Regions from separate parts of the Anas platyrhynchos genome. Here region 1 is linked to region 2. Evidence: chromatin contacts called from public Hi-C data. All regions are on one chromosome and are shown on one strand. The core of a region is the stretch at or near the end of the contact, and the rest is flanking DNA. Distances in the headings are between cores, read along the strand shown. Region 1 has its middle 130 kb from the start of TBC1D1. Region 2 holds the start of KLF3 (KLF transcription factor 3).

What was found. A called contact is a pair of places that touch in the nucleus more often than the background predicts.
Region 1: a Hi-C map of small yellow follicle shows a contact between it and region 2, with 2.7 times the contacts expected there. The contact joins the enhancer-like site here to the promoter of KLF3 in region 2. A contact is called at or near these places in 5 of 8 Hi-C or Micro-C datasets (liver, skeletal muscle, small yellow follicle and 1 more).

Annotation. Positions count from the first base shown.
Region 1 is chr4:56,480,031-56,483,830 of IASCAAS_PekinDuck_T2T, forward strand. No RefSeq gene overlaps it. Among named protein-coding and RNA genes, the nearest start is that of TBC1D1, 130 kb to the right of the region's middle. Within about 2 kb of position 1,976, at least 1 of the 8 cell types and tissues checked has an H3K27ac peak or open chromatin away from gene starts, as enhancers often do. A contact at or near this core is called in small yellow follicle, where this site is marked.
Region 2 is chr4:56,341,724-56,345,500 of IASCAAS_PekinDuck_T2T, forward strand. KLF3 (KLF transcription factor 3) reads right to left here and starts at 2,116. Exons shown (of 7, transcript XM_027457242.3): 1 at 1,587-2,116.

The DNA.
Region 1 (3,800 bases), core at 726-3,225, 140 kb after region 2:
TGGAAAGGAGCTACAACTCTTTAATTGTGAAGTTGATCAACAACTGGAGGACCTCAAAAAAAAAGCTGTGATGGATTGTCCACCAGATGAAGTCTTGATATCAAAACAATGTTTCTCTGAAGCCATTTCATTGTTTCCTATCAAGACTACTGGACCTCACACAGAAAGCACTGGTACTAACTCTGTGGTCCATACAACATAAAAGGTGTCAGCATAGTCCTTTTTGGTCTTAAACCCCATAGAAATAAAAAGAAAAAATCGGTCATTTCCCTGTTCTGCAATAAAAAGCCATTCCATGACAGGTCAGAAAGTATGAATGATGAAATGTGATTAACTTAACCTAAAAAGAAACATATCACTTTTACATACAAAGCAAGTATCAGACAATCTTGCCATTGTTGTCAGCCTGTCACTGGGCGGCTTGAGTGCTGTTTATACAGTGTCTAACACAAAGAGAGGCTCGTCTCTAAAAATGTAGGCACTCTGATAATAGTCACACAGTCTCAATAAAGGAAAACATGCCCCTCGGGATCACTGCTGAAGTACAGCAATGGAGAAGGTTTCTGAGGCCTTCAGTCTTTGGGGTCAGCACAAAAGGGCAGGCTGAACCGAGTTTCTCAAAACTCAGGGGAAAGTTCACAAGATTGCTGACTAACTACTGTCTTTTAACATCCAACTCTATATATTTTAGTTTGTTTTCACTCTTTGTCATTCTGGAGACCATGGGGAAGATTAGCCCCTGGTTTCTGAGGAAATTGGATTTAACTCTTTAAATATAGATATAGAAACCTGTGCTTGATCATCAGTTTTCTTTTCCAGTCATTTAACAGCAAGATGTTGACTTTAAATTCAGCAAAGTGGTTTTCTGAAAAAAAAAAAAAAAAAAAAAAAGAAAGAAAAAAAAAAAGTAAGAATCTGGTCCCATGCTTGAAGTTCAATTTTGAAATAATAACAGGCTGTTTTGTAATGGCAACAAAGCTGCACCAGGGGAGGTTCAGATTGGATATTAGGAAAAATTTCTTACTGTGAGGGTGGTTGGTGCTTTATGTCTCTTGGTGTTCAAGAGGCATTTGGATAATATCCTAAATAATATGCTTTGACTTTTGGTTAGCCCTGAGGTGGTCTGGCAGTTGGACTAAATCTTACTAGGCCCCTTCTAACTGAACTATTCTCTTCTGCTCTGTTCTATTCTATAAAAGTTGTACCATTTTGGGGGAGATGGATTAAGAAAATAATCCCCTGCCCCCAAATAAAAAATGTAATTAAAATGGCAGAAAAAGTAATTTGAATAAAGAAAATGGGATCCGACAAGTGAAAAGGCAATGACGCTGTAATATCTCTTTCCTTCACCAAGCTCACCCAGTCCGATGTTCAAACAAATCACGCAGGGGTGTGTTTGAAAGGGATTAGCACACTGAAGGTGTCTGACCCCAGGTCAGAAAACGAATGGCATGGCTTCAGGCACTCACCTTGGGATTAAGCAGCAACCTGCATGGATATGCCCTGCTGAAATGCTTCCAGATGATCTGGTTCACCAGGTCAAGGCGATGCCAGCTCCACACCCCACCCCGTGTCCCACCTGGCTCACCTGCCAGCAGCGTGCCTGTCCCCATGCTGCTGGCAGCGGACGCCTCAGACCAAGCCCGCTGACAGGCCCGAGCGTCATTCCATGCGAAGAAGCAAAGTAAACACCAACGTGGCGTGTTGAGAAAATCTGCTCTCCCTCGTGTCAGCACAAAAATCCCCACTGACGTCAGCACACACAGGATTAGGCCAGGGCTCAGTGCTTTCGACACCCGTCCTTGCAGATAAGGGACCAGGACACCCCTGTAGGCCTGGATCCGTTGTGTATGGATGCCAGCATGGAGACAGCAATGTAGCGATTGGTGTTGGCTGCAAAACACATCCGAGTACTTATCTGCCCCTCACCCCAGACATGCTTGGCAGCCTGTACTGAGTTAGAGACTGCCCTGGCCACACTTCCAGACCAGCCTGTTTGAAGCCAGCTTGGGTAAACCCACGCAGACAGCGGTAGCATGGGCATGCCCTTACTGTGGTAGAAGAGATACAGAAACCTGAGGGGAAGGACTGGGGCAGAGCAAGAGATGCTCTGATAACATGCAGAGTTTCAGCATCAATGCGTGATCCTGTCCTGGCTGATCTGTTTATTGCAGCATCCTTTATTTTTTTTTAAATGTTAACTCAGTTAATCCCCCTCCCAGCCGTCCCTTGCTGCCTCTGCTTCTACAGCTGTCTCACTGCAGCTGTCGCCCGCTGGGTTCAGCAGATCTTCATTTGCCTCCAAGCCAAACATGAAGCTGAGGAACAAACACAAACAGGGAGCTGCTGAGCTCGGTACTGTGGAAGGTGACATCCTAAAAGGTCCTAAAGGCCCTGCCATGCTTTCTTTGGTGGGAGAGCCTCTTCCTGGGAGATTCTTGAAGAAGAATCTCCCTTCTCCCTTCAGGAGAAGTTCAGGCCCTAAGCATTAAACAATATACCATGAATACTCATCTCACTTCATATCAGGGAAGTCCATTTTATCCAATAATTGCAATCCATTTTGATAGACATCCTACCTAAACATAAACAGTGAGCAAAGCTTTATTTCTGCAGCTTCCCACATAGCATGTCCTTACATTTTCTCCACAGTGGGCCAAACCACAGCTCCTTCAAGGGAAAAGACTTAAGAGGTTAGCTGGATCTGGTAGTGAGTTTCCACGTGTTTTCTTACAGTACACAGACAAAAGGCAGGTGTTATCTCTTCACTAGAGCTACCACAGGCTGTTCAGGATGGAAATAGTTGTTGGGGTAATGATATATGCCCGCTCCACCCTGCATTTGTCTCAGGGCAGGCCAGGATCTCCTGTCCCTCCTCCTCTCATCTTTCTCATGCCCTGAAGAGCACTCTCTAGCTGCCTTCTCTGCTCCCACATCTGACCTGAATCCTCGCCCTCCTTCCTTGATGTTTCTCCAGATCCCACACCCAGCACAAATGTCCTCTCGTCTCTTACACAACGTGTGGGAGGAGCTGTGGTCTGGCTGCAGACATCCCAGTCTTTCTCAGGCTGGAAGCGTCTCCACAAAGCATGCTTAGCTTTAGCTGAACCCTGTAGCGATATCTCATGAGAAATCTGATCATCACATGCGATGCTCTGGTGCAGTCACCCCTACAGAGGTAGTCCAGTGTTTCTGAGAAATGTCTGCCCAGGTGTTTGTCCAGAGAAGACTTGACCGCTCTCACCCACAAAATACACATAAGCTTTTCAGGCTTCACACAAGTAAGAAAAGCGGCATAAGTTACTGGTATAGCTTAACTGTACCGACAGTCCATGGAAATGACTACATGTGCAGTTTGTCAGCAGGAAGTAGTAAAAGCATTTTTGGATGAAATTGTCCCAAGAGCAAAAATAAGGACGCTGAGAAGGTGTGTAAGGGAATAGATGGGATGTAAGAAAGTTTATATAATTGTATGACACTGGAACATGAGAAGGCATCCTTTTACACAATATCACAAAGAAATTTCAACAAGGTACATACACAGTCCACACCAACCAGCTTCGGCCCAGAAGCTGTCATTACAACAGCTGGTACTGCCTGTCTGGCAAGGAGCTCTGTGAGACATAAAGTTTCTCTAATAATTAAGAACTCGCTCCTGCCAGCTGCTGAGCGTTCCCATCTTCTGTCCCCTTCAGCTGAAGACAAGGCAAGCCACATACACATGACAAGAAGCTTTGGGAGAATGACAGTCTTTGAGGGCCAAAATGTTCATCATAGATCAGGTTAAACATTTACATCTT
Region 2 (3,777 bases), core at 866-3,365:
CTAACGCTATCCGATGTGAGAACATGTTGCAGCAAATTATGTGGACTGGCACTACAGCAGCACTAACAACTGCTGCAGGCTCCCCATGGCTGGTGTTTAAGAGTGCGCTGGCCAGCAGAGCATCTGCACAGCGATGTGTGGGTGCAGGCTTTATGCTGATGATATCAGCTCCTTACTGGCTTCACACCAAGCATCTGGAACTAAGCAACTTGGTGGCTGCACAGCTCCTGTCTCTACCACCTTAGAGCCTTTGGCTGATCTCGCTCACGTTTGCATCATTTTTTATCTGAAGGCTTTTGCTTTCGGCTGACCAGGTATTGACCGCATGGCTCAAATCCTCGCAGCACATCAAGGCTGTCTCACAGCTCTGTTACCGAGGGCAAATTTTGTCCAGTTTCTCATGGAAGGCACAGACCACTTTATATCTTCTCCCTCCTCACACACACCCCGCCCTTGCCCCCGTCCCCCTTGTGGTCTGTACCACACTGTGTGCAGGGGAAAAAAAAAAGGTATTTTGCCAGCTTGGACAGAAATAAAAAAGGCCACTCACACCAGCTTCAAGTTTTTGTATTTATACTAGGCAAAAAGCTCTTAAAAATACAAGAGGAAAGTTAGTTTGAAGTAAATCTCTTCTGGGTCAGGCAGGATTATCAAATCCAGATGTAGCTCCTCTCACACAAGAAGTTCCTCATGCAATTACCAAGAGTGTGCATCTTAAAAGTATTATATGGGAAAAAATCATTACTGAGCAGCCATGTAAGCCTTTGTTTTCAATACAGGTAATGAGCACTCATGGATATCAGTTTAAATAAAGTAAGCCTTCAAAGCTCTCGTATCCGGCACCCAAATTCAGCCTTTCATAACAATAAAGCCTTCAGAGTTCAGCTCTACAAACAGTGGCACTTCCTGCATTTTCAAAGGCTAGGAAGCAAATAAAGCACAGCGGACAATACAGGTACAGTGAGTGAGGTATCAGGGGAGGACACGAGGCAAGTCCCTATTTTATTCCCCCCTCCCTGCCCTCCTGAGCAGCCCCCAGCCCCTCTCCCCGCCTGCGCCCCCCGCACTGGGCTGTCCTGTGCCAGGGCTGCCCCCGGCCGTGCGAGAGGCGCATCTGACAAAAGTCCAAAGTAAACGCTCCCGTCCGCGTTTGGGCTTAAAGAATTAATTATTAATAATAATAATAATAACAAATGAACGGCGTCCAGAAAAAGGGAAGCAAATTGCGGTCGTTGCTCCTACCGCCGTACCCAGCTGCGGCGCGGCTGAACTTCACCTCGACCCCTGCCAGCTCGGAGGGGGGCGGATAATATGGTTTTGGGGGGCACCACCACCCCCTGGCTTAACCTGGAGCTCGGCCGGAACCTTCCCAAAACCCGAACCCACCCGCGAACATCCCCCCGGTCCGCTGCTTGTCCCCCCTTCCCCAAAAAGCCCCCGCACCCCGCACCGGGATGGTGGCGGCGGGGGCGTCCCAGCGGGGTCGGGGCAGGTGCGCGGAGCCCCCCGGAGCCCCCCCATCCCCACAGCAGCTCGGGGAAACTTTCCGGGGGGCTGCCGCCCCCCCCCCACACACACACACTTACGCTGGGCAGGAGGTGCGGAGGGCGCCGTGGGGGCGCTGGGCGGCGGGGCTGGAGGCTGGAGGCGCCGTGGCTCCGGCTCTGTGTGTGTGTGTGCGGTGTGTGTGCGAGGAGGGGCGGCCCCGCTGCCTGCCTCCCTCCCTCCCTGCCTGCCTCCCGCCTTCCCCCCGGGCTGCTGGCACCGGGCCGCGCTGTCACATGACGCCGCCGCCTCTCTCGCCCTGCCCGGCTCCCCGGGAGGGTCACGGAGGGGAGCGCGGCCGGGCGGGGACGGAGGGAGGGAGGCAGGAGGGCGGCTCCCCGCCCGCGGGGTGGAGGCTCCGCCGAGGGGCCGGGGCGAGCGGCGGCGCACACAAACAGGCGGGCACGCCGTGACTCCCCGCCGCCCAGCCCTGCCTCCCAGGGGCAGCCGGCCTCGCGCAGACACTCATTATCCGCCAGCAGCCCCGGGAGGGGAGGGGAGGGGCGGGGAGCGGGACAACCACCGCCGACAAACCTGCCCGGCCGGCCGCTCCTCCCCTCCCTTCCCTCCCTTCCCCTCCCCGGCAGCGCGCCCCTTCCCCACCCTCCCTCCTTCCCTCCCTCAGCGCCCACCCCGGCCGACCTGCGGCGGCACAGCCCGGGGGGAAGGAAGGGAGGAGGGAGGGAGGGAGGGAGGTGCTCGCTCGCTCTGGGGCGCTGCCGCCGCCGAGTTGGCTTGGCCGGCGGGGGCTGGGAGAAGGGAGCGGGGCGAGGCGAGAGGCGAGGCGAGGCCGGGCGGCCGGCGTGGGGCAGAGGTGTGGGGCCGCCTCCGCCCCGGCTTGGCGGCTCGCCCGCTGCCGGCCGCCTGAGGCCCGGGCCGGGAAGCGCCGCCTCACGCCCCGCGCACAGGGGGCCGGGGCCCGCCGGGGGGCAGCGGCCTGAGGCGGCCCCGGCTCGGCCCCCCGCGGGAGGCAGGAGGCGGCCCCGGGCGGCGCTCGCTGCTGGAGGCTGGGGTTTTGCACGGACGGCCCGCGGAGCAGGAGCCGCTTGTCTCCCTGTGGACCGAGGGGTTTCAGTCGGAGCGGTGTTTGCTGGAATAAAGTGAAGTAAAATCCCGGCCTGCCGTCTCGGCTCTGTTGCTCAGGCAAAGGTTCTGCCCCCAACACTCTACATGTTGTATATGAGGTGTTATATACTCGTTGCGCCACGTAAAATCTTACCCTCTTCTGACTGATAAATGGTACCTGACACGTCAACCAAAAGGCAACCGCTGTGCTTGGCAAGGCTCCGTCCCGCAGTGCGAACTGTGGACGGATGAGAAGCTTTTTAAGGGTGGAGAAGTCGCCCTGTGGGACCCGTGATTACACGTTTGGTCCTGTGGGTAACACCAGCGGTGGGTGCTGGGCATCTCCAGCCCCCTCGGGATCAGCCTGTATTCAAGTCTCTGACTGGGACCCCAACCTAACTCACCTCTGGTGGTTGTTATTTCTGTTCTCTTTGATTATTACCGAGTCAATAAAGCTGTAAAAGCAAAACACAGAAGGAAGGGAGAAGGACAGGGAGAAATGCTTTCAAGATGCACGCTCTGCTGTGTACAGCCACGTGTTCAGTTTACATCTTTGGTTCTAGGATGTTTTAATGTGTCCCCTGACATAGCCCGATAGGCTTTATAAAGCACACTAAGACACCAGTCTGAAACCCCGAAGGGTATGACTCAATGACACAACAATAAATTGTAGTATCTCCTGGATAATTACACTGTATCATGTCACAACAAGGTATTGTTGAAATATTATCATGTATCTCATAAAGTGTGATTTTTTTATTATAAGCCTATAAAATAAACAGAATTGTTGTGTTAGAACATACAGACAGACACAAAACATTTTGTTAGGGCTGTGAAAAGGAGCTGCTGTAATTTTCTTGCACAAACATGCTCCAGATAAAGTAGTTATGTCCCAGCTTTGCACTCTCTTATTCTGAGAGCTAGCACAGGTTACACAGCTAGCTAGAGCTCTGAAGTCAGGGGGCAGAGTTGTTTTGGTGTCCAATTCTGAAACAGGCAAAAATATTTCGTAGTAGCAAGCATGCTCCTCCTGGTAAAATCACTGGATTTTCCTGTTAACTATTACCTTGTTCTGGCCTCAGATGAACCAAGTTTAATCCAGTGCAATTTTACTGTGTTCTGTGAAGTCACTCTGGATTTGTATTAACAAACAAGAGAGAGGGGGTT